2 separate regions of the Athene noctua genome follow, and region 1 is linked to region 2. The links are chromatin contacts, called in public Hi-C maps. All regions are on one chromosome and are shown on one strand. Each heading gives the region's core, a stretch centred on a gene start, on an enhancer-like site or on the middle of the called end of the contact. The rest is flanking DNA. Distances are from core to core; before and after follow the strand shown.

Region 1 (6,291 bases), core at 12-2,511, 130 kb after region 2:
GCATTTTAATGTAAAACCAAACAGACTTACAGTAGGTAATGACATTTTTACACTTCACAAATCCCCTTAGGTTAAAACTGTTAGCCAGTACAAAGATAATCTTCTGATAGAAAGAACAGCCAGACCTTGAGGGTGCAGCCATGAATTATCAGTTTTTACACAACTGGGGCACAGTTCTAAGCCCCTCTCTATATTGCCCATTCTGATGCAGGCGTAATCCAGTTTGGCATCGTGGTGGGTAATACAAATCAGGTTACCTCACCAAAAAAAACATGATAAATAAGTTTGTCCAGAGAGCTATGCCATCATCAACAATTTCCTCGTGTTGCCAGTTGAGCCTGGATACCCTACTACAGTCCACATCATGAGCCTCATACACACACGCCTGTATAAAAAGCACTTTTGATTTGTAGATAAGCAAGCCCAGATCTGCAGAGGGAGAACACATTTTATTAGATCAAACTTCTGCAGCTCAACTACAGCCGCACAACCTCTCTGGATGCAAACAGCACGCACAAAGTGACCCACGTCAAACTGAAGGGCTGCTCAAAGGGGTTTGCCGTTACTCCTTTCAAAAAAAACCCAACAACAAAAATAAAAACATGCAGAGGGATTTACATCGTGCTCATTGCACCACCTAGCGGAACCTGCGGGGGAACGGGAAAGAGCTGCTACCGGCTTTCTGTAAATGACTACTTTCTTCCGTTTTCGGAATATTTATTTTTCCAACTCAGTGGCTAGGGAGACGCTCGTCAGAAAGGCCCGTGAGCACAGCAGCCTCCCCGGTGCGGGCGGTTATTCCCCGAGCGGCGGCGCCTCGCGTCCCGCCTCCGAAGCGGCGACCGGAGCATCTTAACGCCCGCCCCCCCGCGCGGGGCCGCACCTGCCTCCTCCGCGCCCCTCCCCGCGGGAGATGCGCCCCCCCAGGCGCGGGAAGGCCGGGCAGGGCGGCCCGCCGCGCCGGCAGCCCCACCTGTGACGGCGCTGCACCGGGAGCCGGGCTTGGCGCGGACCGCCACCCTCACGCAGCCGTCGGCCGCCGCCACCACCGGTCCCGCGGCAGCAGCGCCCGTCTCCGCGGGCCCCTTCCCGGCTCCTTTTCCCTGAAACAGAGGAAGAGGCGCGGTCACCGCGGTCCCCACCCGGTGCCCGCTCCCCGGGGGTCCCCGCCCGCACCTTGCGGGGCATGGCCCCGCCGCCCCTCGCCGCCGCCGCCAGCGGCCGCCGGAAGCGGGCGAGGCCCGGCATGGCGCGGCACCGCCCTTCCGGCTACACCGCCCCGCCCCGCCGCATGGCCCCGCCCCCGCCGCCGGGCTCCGCCCCCGCCGCCGTGTGCGCGGCCAGGGCCGGGCCGGGGCCGAGCGGGCGGTGGCGGTGCCGGGGCAGCCCGGTGGCGGTGCCGGGGCAGCCCGGGGCCCCGCTGCCTTCTCCCGGCACGGCCCGGCGCAGCGGTCTCTCGCCCAGCCCCGGCTGCCGGCAGCTTGCTCACCCCCGCCGCGTCCCAGCCACGCCTTCGCGACTCGGCTGAGAGAAGAACCCGCGGAGGGCGCTGACGGAAACTTGTCAGGGCAGGTGGCTGGGAATACAGAACCACAGAGCCGCCTGGGTTGGGAAAGCGCCTGAAGATCATCCAGTCCAACCCTTAAGCTCACACTGACAGCTCCCATTACACCCGAGCCCCAGCGCTATGTGGAATGCACGGCTTGCTTTGAGACCTAGGACCTGCCCGACCGTCCGGGGAGCAGGCAGTTTAAGAGAAATTAGAGAAAAAAGAAGTTCTTTTTTTTTTTTTTTTTCCTCCCGTGTTCTCAAATTATTACTTTAGTGTAAGTTTGGGGAGGGTACAGGATTTTGTACATGGAGACATTCTACTTCTACACAGCACATTCCGCATGACACTGAATATTATATACATACATCCATTGCATCGAAGTAGTGTATGCAATCCATAAAACCAGTTGCACACAATCCTTAGTTCATACTAATTTTTTAGTATGATAAAATAACATCATTACAAGTCTTGTATTCTCCTTTTCACACTATACATTTTCTTATAGGCACATATGTATATACAGTGGCTATTTCCATAACCAGCTCTATGTTCCAAAACATCCCTTCTGAATTAAGAGAGATTCTGGAAAGATCTGTTTGTTGCTGAATTTAACTTACGTGTTTCTTCAGTGAAGCTGCAGATGCTGTCTGCAGGGCTAAGTTCGTTAATTCTCCACAGCTCATCCAAACAGCCAAGATGATAGCAATATGAATCCATCTTTGCGGATGTACTTCAAAAAATATAGTAGCAATTCATGTCCGTAGGGTCATTCCAAGGTCATTTTGGAAATACGTGTAAGCTGGAACTACAGCAGCAGCTTTACTGTCTTTTTAGGACAGGTTAGGGAAAACGTACACAAGAAGTTCATAATGATTAAGGATTTTCCAGTTCAGAAAATGAATTTTACTACATGAGAAATGAAGGGGTGAAAATACAAGGCAATTAATCACAAGATACTATTTAAAACAACCTTCTCAATATACAGAGCATTTATTCCACTTGACAATTTGGTAAGAGGAAAAGCTAAATTACATTCTGCCAATAATGATGCAGAGAAAATAGCTTTTCTGGTACCTCTCAAACTAGTTTTGTTCTCAAAATTTTATACATTCATGTAGTTTCATAGGATTTTAACTGCTGTCAATAGTGAGCTGAAGTCCACTGATACACAGAGGCATTCGAGATGATCATGTGGAATTAAGTATAAAATATGATTTCTGGTATCTGTCCATCTTCTATTGATGTACCGTTGTTGTTACCTGGTGAACTATAAAAGACAAAGCATGTTTTGCTAGCAGTAGGAGATTCATGGATCACTTTCTTCAAACCTTTTGTTCCATAGTGGGAATCAGGACCCTGAAAAATATCAGAAGGGATTAGCAACTGAATGGAAGTGGGCAGCAAGACCCATAAAATGTCGAAGTTCTAACATTACTGACTTAGGTTATTTTAATAGTATAAAATTTCTGTACCCACATTATTTAAGTTATATACAAAATCACAGGCAACAGAAGCAAGTGCACTATGTCTAGCTAACAAAGAAAAGTTTCTCTGACAGCTTGATTTTATCCAACCCCCTCAACTTTCATTTCTGTATAGGGAATTATATTTAAAAGAATATTAAAAGATTTTGGAGAAAACTGAATAAATAAATTTGTCCATAACATTAAGAGAAGACTTTCCTGGAACAGTAATTCCTTCCTATATTTCAGCACTAGAATACAATAAGTGATTAAAAAAAACCTTTCTGTTTTCTTGACTCTAGCTAGTCATTAGAATAAAAGAAATCAAACACATTTTGATAAAGAGCTTCCAGATTAAATATTCTAGATAGTGCTTTTGCCCACACAGAACCAGTGACTTCCAGAAGGACTCATTCTAACTCTTACATCAAGCCAGAAAGTGGGGAGGCACAAAAGATCCAGTTACAAATTCTGTGCTGTGGCACAGAAGTCTTACAGTTACTTAGCAGACTTACAAGTTACTGTGGAGTTTAACTACATCCTGCTTTAGCACTAAACTTAAAACAAATTCAAGATCTAGAAGACACTTTTCCATCAGAAGACAGATAAAAGAACAATTCTTGCATCAAAACAGTATTTTCTTCTGGACTGTTAGGCATTCTTACTTTCAACGTTGCACAAGCTGTGTAGCAAACGGTTGGCAAAATCTCTATAGGTTCTTTGAACATAACTCTGAATGTACTGGCTGTTCCATCACAACTAAACCCAGTATCGTTTTGTCCTAGAGTTTGATTCTTCTCATAATCAATTATCTGTACAAAAACATGAAAATAGTATTTTTAGGTTTACAAGCTGGAGAAAGATTCTTATTGTTTGCAGATTGGAAGATTACAACCAAACACTTGCCTACTCCACCCAGTTTAATTGCAAGGACAGCACAATTGGAAAGTAGGTGTCATTTCCCGATACCACTAGGGCTGACCCAGCAGCATGCCGAATGATGGCTTCTGAGTTTTACACAGGCTGTCCGACCTGTGGGCTAGATTCAACACTGCTCCAACCAGGTTACAGTCTTTGCTTGGGAGGTGAAGAATAAATAGCTCTCAGACCTTCAGCTTCTGACCTTCAAATACTACACATAATCCTGTACTTAGATTTGCTGATCTCTGTACGCCAACGCAGCCCACATGAGGGAAGCATGTTCACTGGCTGTGGCTAATTTAGAAAACAAGTTTTTACAGATAATATAGGCAGTCAATGCTAACATTCTTAAAACAAGAACTTGTGCTGCTATGTTTTGTAAAATTTACTTCTATTCTGGATTCTGTATAAAAATTACACTTAGACTACATATTAATTCTTTTGCCTTCAATTTTAGTGGCAAATAGGAATCACTAGCTAAGATGCAGTAATAGCAGATACCTCACTTCTCATCTGGATATCCTGATCCATGCTGCTGAACACCTCTTGCAGAAGCTGGGTATCAGAGCTTTAGAGTAACATGAATGTTGGTGCAGTAATCAATTTTGATACTATTAAATTCCCATATCATATTTAATATTGCACAAATGAGATGAAGCCCTATTCTAGGCAAAACATGCTCAAATTTTTTTTTCCGGCCACAATCAATAGAAATATTTACAATTATAACACTGAAGTCCTAAGCCCCTTTCACATAAAAGATTTACAATATATACTATCACTACTTTAGGACAAGTATTAAATAATTAAATAAATAACTCTCTGGAGCTCTGCTAGTACTGATGCAGGTCCAAGAAGAAAGGCAGAGACACAGGACTTAAATACCTGTCTAATAAGATTGTGACAAGAAAGTTTCAGAGCCATCAGGAATTGGGGCTACTTCCAGAATAAAGAGAACCTGTGTAAGATGGATGGCCTTCATCTGAAACATAAAGGTACATTAGCCTTTCAGTTTGGACTGGGAGCATGTTTTTCAAGCAAATCTCTTGATCATTCCTACTTAATATGCTTTGGTTTGCCTTGCAAGAACTAAATTCTTTTCAGATGAAATAAATACAGTAAACATGCTGAGGAAGCACACCAAATGCTTTCATCTTGGAATTCAGCTGAGAGAATCAAACACGAGTTAATGCAAAGTGAAAATCCCCACAGATGTACGGTATAACTGCTAGGTTCTCAGCACCAACTCTTTTGTTCTAAAGATCCAATCTAGTGCATTATGTTACTCATTTACATAAATGTACTGTTTGAGAAAACCAAACTGATGGCACTTCAAATCAAATTGCAAGTGAGCTTTTAAACTGAGGAATGTGGAAAAGCCAATAAATTCCTTCAAAACCTCATTTCAGCTACATTCTGTTTGGAACATCATAAAAGGAAAGGCACAACATTTTTTTCTTAAGAGACAGACACAAAATTCCTATCCTTAAGTACAGGATGGTCAGAGAACAGTAATCATCAAATAGGAAACAGAAAACAAATAAACTGATGTTTAAATAGGATGCCCAGAAATGAACCAAAACAGCAGTCCCAGCACATGCCAGAAGTCTACAAAATAAGATAAGGACAATGGAATTCCTGTCCCCACATGACGTCACAGACGGTTTCTTTCACAAAATTTCCCACATACTTAATAAATCAGTGTGATGCGATAGTACCAGGTTACGACATACATAGCACAGAGTCAAACCGTGCCAGACATGGAATGCCAATACCTTGTTAGAAAGGTTAAAATCAAACCAAAACTATTATCATAAGAAAGAGAATTCAAATGGACTGAAATTCCATACTTAAGAAGGAAAAAATATAGTACTGGATCAATATTAGTAGAAGACAATCCTTACCACGACACGCTGAGAGAGATCAAACAGGCTAGAAGAGCTGGAAATACAATTTTAGTGGTGTCTTCAATTACCTGCTCAGAATGGGCAAGTGTCATATCAGGACATGAAGCAGGGGTGACATTTTTAGACGCTATCACTGACCATTTCGTGAGCTTGCTAACCAATTGCTCAGTTGGAAGAAACGCAACCCTTGATTTGGTACTGAGTGATGAGCAGGATCAGATTCAAAACTTCATAATGGAAACACTATGTAACAGTGTCCATAATATCCTTAAGAGTCAACACTCCCATGTGAACAACAAAAGCAAATCCACCACAGCTGTGCTAAATTTAAAAAGGAGAAAAAATGAGGAAGCTCGTTCAAAAGAAGCTAAAAGGAGCAATTAAAATCAAACCCTTATAAGAAGCATTCAGACTACTGAATGACATCACGTGCCCAAGTACAGTATTG
Region 2 (6,492 bases), core at 1,758-4,257:
AGAAGCTTTCACATGAGCTTTGCTTTCAAACTACTTTTTATGGTCTTTGTAGTTTCAGGTACTTGCTATCACCTCAAATTTATTTCATCAATATTTTACTAATATTCCTGAGGATTACTCAGCTAACAAAGTCAACACAGACAGTGACTTATTAGAAAGCAACTTCCTGAACCCATGAAAAATGCTAACTTACTTCTGACTCTTTGCTTTTATATCAATGACTGAAACAGTCCAGCCTACCGGATCTGTAAGAAAACACACACAGAAGTTCACCATTTGTCTTCTGGCACTGCAGACATGTGTGTGGATTCTACAGCTAACAATATCTTACTATAGACTAAAACACTGAAGTTAGGCAGAAATACTATTTATGCTAAAGGCGATAAAATAAATCATGCAAATTCTAACATATTAAACAGAAAAAAGGTCTTGACACATACCAGAAAATGTTGTCTGGCTCCCGCAAAGACTTTTTTCCCCATAATTATAACAGTAAGGCTTGCTTTAGAAGCTACTGCTAACTAGAAAAGTGAATTAACAAGTATTTCTCCTACCAAAATGAAATTAAATGACATAAATTAAAATGAGCATAATTAAGCTCGTCTGGAACCCTGCTGCCTAAATAAGATTTTCAGATGATTGCTCAGTGTTTGCTCAGTTTACAAGCACAGATACAATTACAGTGAAGAATGTTTAAGTCCGTGACCATCAATTATCGAAAATACATAACAAAGAATGTTACTACCTAAAAACTTGCCTTCTATCTTAAGACGTCATAAATTCTTCTGATAGCTCAGATGGCATCAAACTTCACATTTATTTCCCCTAGTAAAAATTCACACAAAAGCAATTCCCTGCCACCTTCCTATGACTGCAGTTGGAAGACTTATTGCTGTAACCCTAGACCGCCTCTTTGCTCAGATAGGGACATGCCAGCAATGAGCAATGGAACAAATATAGATGTGCCCCGGCTGTCCTTCAGCAGTGTGCTACTTGAGTGTCACCAGGATGAATGTCATACACTGAGAAAAGACACTGAAGGTTGATTCCTGGATCTGAAGTACATGGAACAATTATAGAAAGCCCTCGCTAAAGCCAGAGCACCCTCTCACTTTCTGAGGTGGTATTAATAAACCCTGCAGAGTGCAGTCATTGACTCTAGGTGTGATTTTCAAGGCTGTGGTGTTAGGCAGAGTATCGTGTGTGGGATAGACAGAACATGCATTCTGCACAAACTAGCTCAAATGACTGAACGCATGCTTACAGCATTGCTGCACAATAAATGGAAGTACCTGGTTTGTTCTTGGCAAACATTTAATGGCAAAGTCCTCTCTATTAAATTAGCAGAAGCTTTACTATGGGGTTGTCTGTAATCAAGAACAGATTCTAGAAAAAAATATTAAAATTCAGAAAAAATCAGAACTCATAATGTTGCACACACTTATTATACACATACACACATCCTCACCCTGTATGTGTACTCTAGACCTCTGGAGAGCTGATTATAGTGAAGAAAGCGACCAATGGCCCAGCTAGGGAGGGTTCTGATGGGAACAAATCCCTTCTGTCTGCAGTAATGGTTCACCTGATAAAACCCAGGCTGTATATTACCACCGATTGTTGTGATTACTGTAACACTTGAGCTTTATGTATCCTCTCAAACCCACAGCTGTCCGGCATACATAATCTCTGCTTGCAAATACGCTATGGAGCCAGACGTGCTGGCAGGAGGTTTTTAAGCACGTTTGAGAACATTGCATTATATATGTCTTGAGCTCAGGGGACAGCGCAAGGGAAAGCATCTATTGGATCTTGACACAGTTTTTTTCCTCCTTTTCCAATTAAACTTGGTGTCATTTCCTTACATTTCTAGCAGTGCAATTGTTTGCTGTTTTGGTAAGAAATTACAAGTTAATTACCCATGTAGTCATGATCTCATTACCTCTGACAGTGCCTCTATCATCTGAGACATCAGAGCAGAAATGTTTTCATATAAATGATGTAGCCTTTGCTGAAATGTTAACATTTATGCTCTCTGACAGATTTTATTATTTTTTTCAAATAAGAACTTATTTTTGCCCTATACTGTTCAGCTACACTATCTTGCAGGCCTTGTTGAAAAATCAGTTGTGTTAGCCTTGCTTCCAATGACTAGAATATAACATTCAGTTTACTGTGAATTAAATTCAGCCTTGCACACAAGGCCTGAGTAAGAGGTATGTGCTAGATACAAGCACCTTTGCTCTCCACTCCCCTCAGAGGCTGGTGATGTGATACTTACGCACTGTAGTAAGTATGACAATGTTAGGACTGATTTTGGTTTAAGGACAAGCACCCCTGACTGCAGAGTGGTTTGTGGCCATGGCCTCTGGTGGTGTGGCACAGCAGGCGCTGGGGCCTGGGCTCACCCGCCAGCCCCAGGGCTCCAACGCTGGCACGGGATAGGGCATATCTCCATTTTAAAGCGCAGGGAAGGAGCTGGCTTTGGGGAAGAAGCTGTGAAATTCTGCCGGGCCCGTGGGAACGATGACTGGTACGCACACAGCTCGCACACAGCAGTTTTCCCTCAGCCAGCGGCCAGAGCAGCCAACAGCTCCAGGCGGGTGACGGGAAATGGCGGAGGCCTGGCGCAGCGCGGGAACACCCAGAGGTGAGGCCGTGCTCCGTCCCGCAGGGCCGTGTGTCCTGTGCACCCTGCCCACCGCTCTTCACAGAACCTCCTCGTTTCACAGAAACCACCTTTCCCCTGCGCGCTCGGGGCCTCTCTGCCTGCGCCGCGCAGCCTCGCCGCCCGCTCCCAACTCCATGGCTTATTCCCGCGCCAGCGGGATGGAGGCCGATGCCCCGCCCCATCCGGAAGTCCCGTCCCTAGACCCGCCCATCTGTCGACGCCCGCCAATAGGACCGCGAGGTGCCGGCGACGCGGCGCGAGGGTCCCGCCCCCTCGCCTGGTGCGCGCGGCGCCTTTAAGGCCTGTCGGTTTCTGTTTCGCTGCGCGGCCGCCGCCATCATGGAGCCGCAGCCCGACAGCCTGGAGGGGTGGGTGGCCGTGCGCGACACCGCCTTTGCCGAGCCTCGGCCGCCGCGGCTCCGCTTCCTCGTGGCCTGGAACGATGTGGAGGCCGCCTTCGCCGTGACCTGCCACGGCCGGGCGGAGGCGGCGGCGCAGGCCCCGCAGAGCTGGGCCGGCCTCTTTTCGGCGCCGGCCCTGCGCGGCGTCCACCGGCAGCTGGCGGCCGTCTGCCCGCGCCTGGAGCCCGCCTTCCCCGCGCTGCCGCCCGCGCTGCCCGGCGCCGCCGCCGCCGGCGGGCTCTGGGCCGTGCTGTTCCCCGGCGGCGCGGCGCCGGGTGAGGCCGAGGTGCAGGAGCTGTGCCGGGAGCTGGAGCTCTACCTGAGCTGGGCCCTGGAGCTCTGCGGCGGCCGAGTGGTGCTGGACGCCCTCTTCGCCGCTGACCGCTGCCACGACGACGAGTACTTCGAGAGTCTCCACGAGCTCCGCGGGAGGGCCCTGCGCGGCCACCTGGCCCGGGCTAAGGAGGCCCTGCGGCGGGTACGGGCCGAGGGGCCGGGCGGGAGGGGGCGGAGGGGCCGCCCTGCAGCGCCGGCGGGGCCTGAGGGGGCCGGTAGGCGCCTGTGGCCTGGCCCGGGCCTGCTGGCCTGAGGGAACGAAGCGGCCGGAGGGTGCGGGGTGGGGGTGCTGCAGGGCCACCTCCCGCTCTCCCTGCAGGCAGGAAAATGTTTTCCTCTCTGTCGGATCGCCGTCACTGTTCGGTGCTGCAGCAGAGCTTCCAAGCGCATCTGTGAGCCTCAGCTTTAGCACCTCTCGCTCACTTGGGAGCTGAGTGCGTGAGGCTGGCAGCCTCTGCTCAAGAGCCGCAGGCACTCAGGCCAGACTCACATGTGAGCAAGGGTGACCAAGTTGGTAATACCACCTTGCTCCTAGTATCGGCCAATGTTCAGATTTGTGCTTACACAAACACTTTTTTTGATTGTCTGGGAACTGCTAAGTCAACTTTCTCAAGCACGGAGTGCCATTAGACTTTGTAAGTTTATTAAGTGGGGAATAAGCCAGCTCCAGGTGGGCAGTCAATAGAAGACACTGGGGCACACACTTGAGCTGCAAGCACTCTTACAAAAACACATTGCTAAAAATATCCAGCAGTGTTGTGAAATGGGTGGAACAGTAACCAAAAGGGAGAGTACGATCATGTTCTAATTCCTAACCTCTCTGTGAAGGTCTCAGACTTGCAAGTGGAGGATTCTCAGGGTTTTTTTTTTCCTCAGCTTTTATATTAAAACCAAACTTAGCCATGGGCCTATGCCAAATACCCTTCTTGTAGTTGGAGAAATTGTGTTACTTTTTTTAGGTGTCAAATTCTGGCCTAATGATTGTATGAACTAATGATGTTAGCCCTTTCTCCCTTTAGTACCATAAGTTTCTTCTTGCTATAGATGTGTAACTGGCTTTTTTTTTTTCCCCTTGTAGTAAGCATGAATTTAAAGGATGCTATCTAGTAACATGGTTGCAATTAAGACATTGGTATGTAAAAGCAAGAGTTACAGATATTTTAAGCTCACCAGTGTGTTGCTGCTATAGTTTTCTTGCAGTATCTGTTAGCAGTTCATTTGTTGGCAAAGTAAGGTGAAAGGTGTTTTATGAAAACGATCATGCTTTGGAATACAGTTAAGACAGTGGGCTTTAGCCTTCTGTTTCTGAAAGACACTTTTTAAAAAGACGATTTTAGTTTACATGAACTTCATGTACAATGTTGTATATAAAAGCTGTCGTTTCTGTAACAGACTATAACAGTTTGTGGCCCAGTTAGAAATATGTTCTAGCCACCATGCTCTTTTGCAGGCAGCACAGACATGTACAGCCATGTGGCAGTTTGGGTTTGGTGGTTAGTATAACAGAGCCAGTTATTCTGCTATTTCCAACTATATTTTAGATATACCTAAACATACTATAGAGTATTGTTGCGTTTACAGGTCTGACAGGGACATAAATTCATTCTATTGCAGTCTAGACCAAGTTACTCAAGATTCTAGAAATAAAACCTGCCCCTTCCGGCACTAAACTAGCTTGAAGTATCAGAGCATCTTTCTTCCCTTTTTACATCCATGTCCTTCTCAAGTACTTCATTCTCTGGACCAGGAATTTAATTTTGAAGAATGCAGAAGATACTGGTACAAGATGAAAGAGACTAGTGTTGTGTAAATACTTGTGTATGTGTGTTCAAAGACAAAGGAAAAAACGTAAGAGCAATACTGTTACAACAGAGTTGTCAGTTGGGCTAATGATGAACCAGAATTTTGTGAAAATAGTATCAGATTGTGTAAATTCAAGGGTTTTACTTTAAAACAAAGTGTCACCCCTCCCCTGCCCCCCCAAAAAGCAAGCCCACCCCAAACCCTTGTATAATGAATAATTGTCTCATGAGTTGAGTTTAAAATTTCGCTAATGCTTCCCCTGTACTCACTATAAACATCCTCCAAGAGCAGCATGACCCTCACTACTTTGAGTATGGGAACCAGAAAGGAACTATTGTGTTTCTGTTTGGCCACAATAGTGGAGAAAAAGCAGACTCTTCGATTGCTGCAGGTGGGCTGTAGGGTACCATGGGCTTCTGGGGAAGCCTGCGGCCACAGGGCTTCTGGCATTATCAGAAGTGTTGTAGTTCAGATCCTCCTGTTCCCCTGTCCTGCCTGTGCTCGGCCTGGAGGGAGGATGGGTGGGAAATGCCCTTCAGCAGACTTCCACAGACTTTCCCCAGGGAAATGGCTCTACAGCTGGGAACTTTGCTCCTGCTGTCTTACGCAGACTCAGCCGGCAAGAGCAAAGGTGATGGTTTAATTTCAGTGCTTTTCAGTTGCAACACAATCAAGCTTATGTTTCTAATGCTTTTTCTCGTTGTAGCACCAAATACTCGCTATTCCCTTCCCTCCTTACAGAGCTGTAGAGCAAGCACTGGCCTTGCAGGAAGGTCTGTTTCTCAGTGGAGCTTAGCTGTGTTCTCTCAGCTGGCTTACTCTATCCTGGCACACAGTGTACACCATGGTCTCTGCTAGCTACTGCCAAGAAATTATCTTTGAAGCCGTGATTGGTGGCAGAAAACAAATGCAATTGAGGGGGTTTCCAACTTCTAATTTTGTCATAGAAGCAAATAAACATGTTAATTAAGGACTAGTATATCAGAAAGGTGGTTGCTCTGTGGAAGAATTACAACTCACAAATGTAATATCACTAGAACTGAGATTAAGATATTATAAATTATACAAATGTTAAAGGAATTTAACTGCAGTGTAGATCAGATATGTAAATCTGTTTCTGAATTCTTAATTTTGAAAGTGGCAGTCTGATTTTTCTGTGCCCCAAGTCAGAAATTCTGGATCCAGAAACTCGTTTCATATTAGCAGGCATTTAGTAATTGTGGAAGCAGTGCAAGAGCTAGTTTAAGAATACCTTCCTTGTCCTTCCAGCATACAGACTTC

Evidence for each region. A called contact is a pair of places that touch in the nucleus more often than the background predicts.
Region 1: a Hi-C map of heart shows a contact between it and region 2, with 1.8 times the contacts expected there. The contact joins the promoter of C13H15orf40 here to the promoter of WHAMM in region 2. A contact is called at or near these places in 2 of 2 Hi-C or Micro-C datasets (heart and liver).

The regions. Positions count from the first base shown.
Region 1 is chr13:5,345,961-5,352,251 of bAthNoc1.hap1.1, forward strand. C13H15orf40 (chromosome 13 C15orf40 homolog) reads right to left here and starts at 1,262. Exons shown (of 5, transcript XM_074917024.1): 1 at 1,177-1,262; 2 at 974-1,103. The coding sequence starts at 1,248. BTBD1 (BTB domain containing 1) reads right to left here. Exons shown (of 8, transcript XM_074917356.1): 7 at 3,681-3,827; 8 at 1,807-2,908. The coding sequence ends at 2,750.
Region 2 is chr13:5,210,820-5,217,311 of bAthNoc1.hap1.1, forward strand. WHAMM (WASP homolog associated with actin, golgi membranes and microtubules) reads left to right here and starts at 3,008. Exons shown (of 10, transcript XM_074917300.1): 1 at 3,008-3,550. The coding sequence starts at 3,011. FSD2 (fibronectin type III and SPRY domain containing 2) reads right to left here and starts at 899. Exons shown (of 13, transcript XM_074916679.1): 1 at 746-899.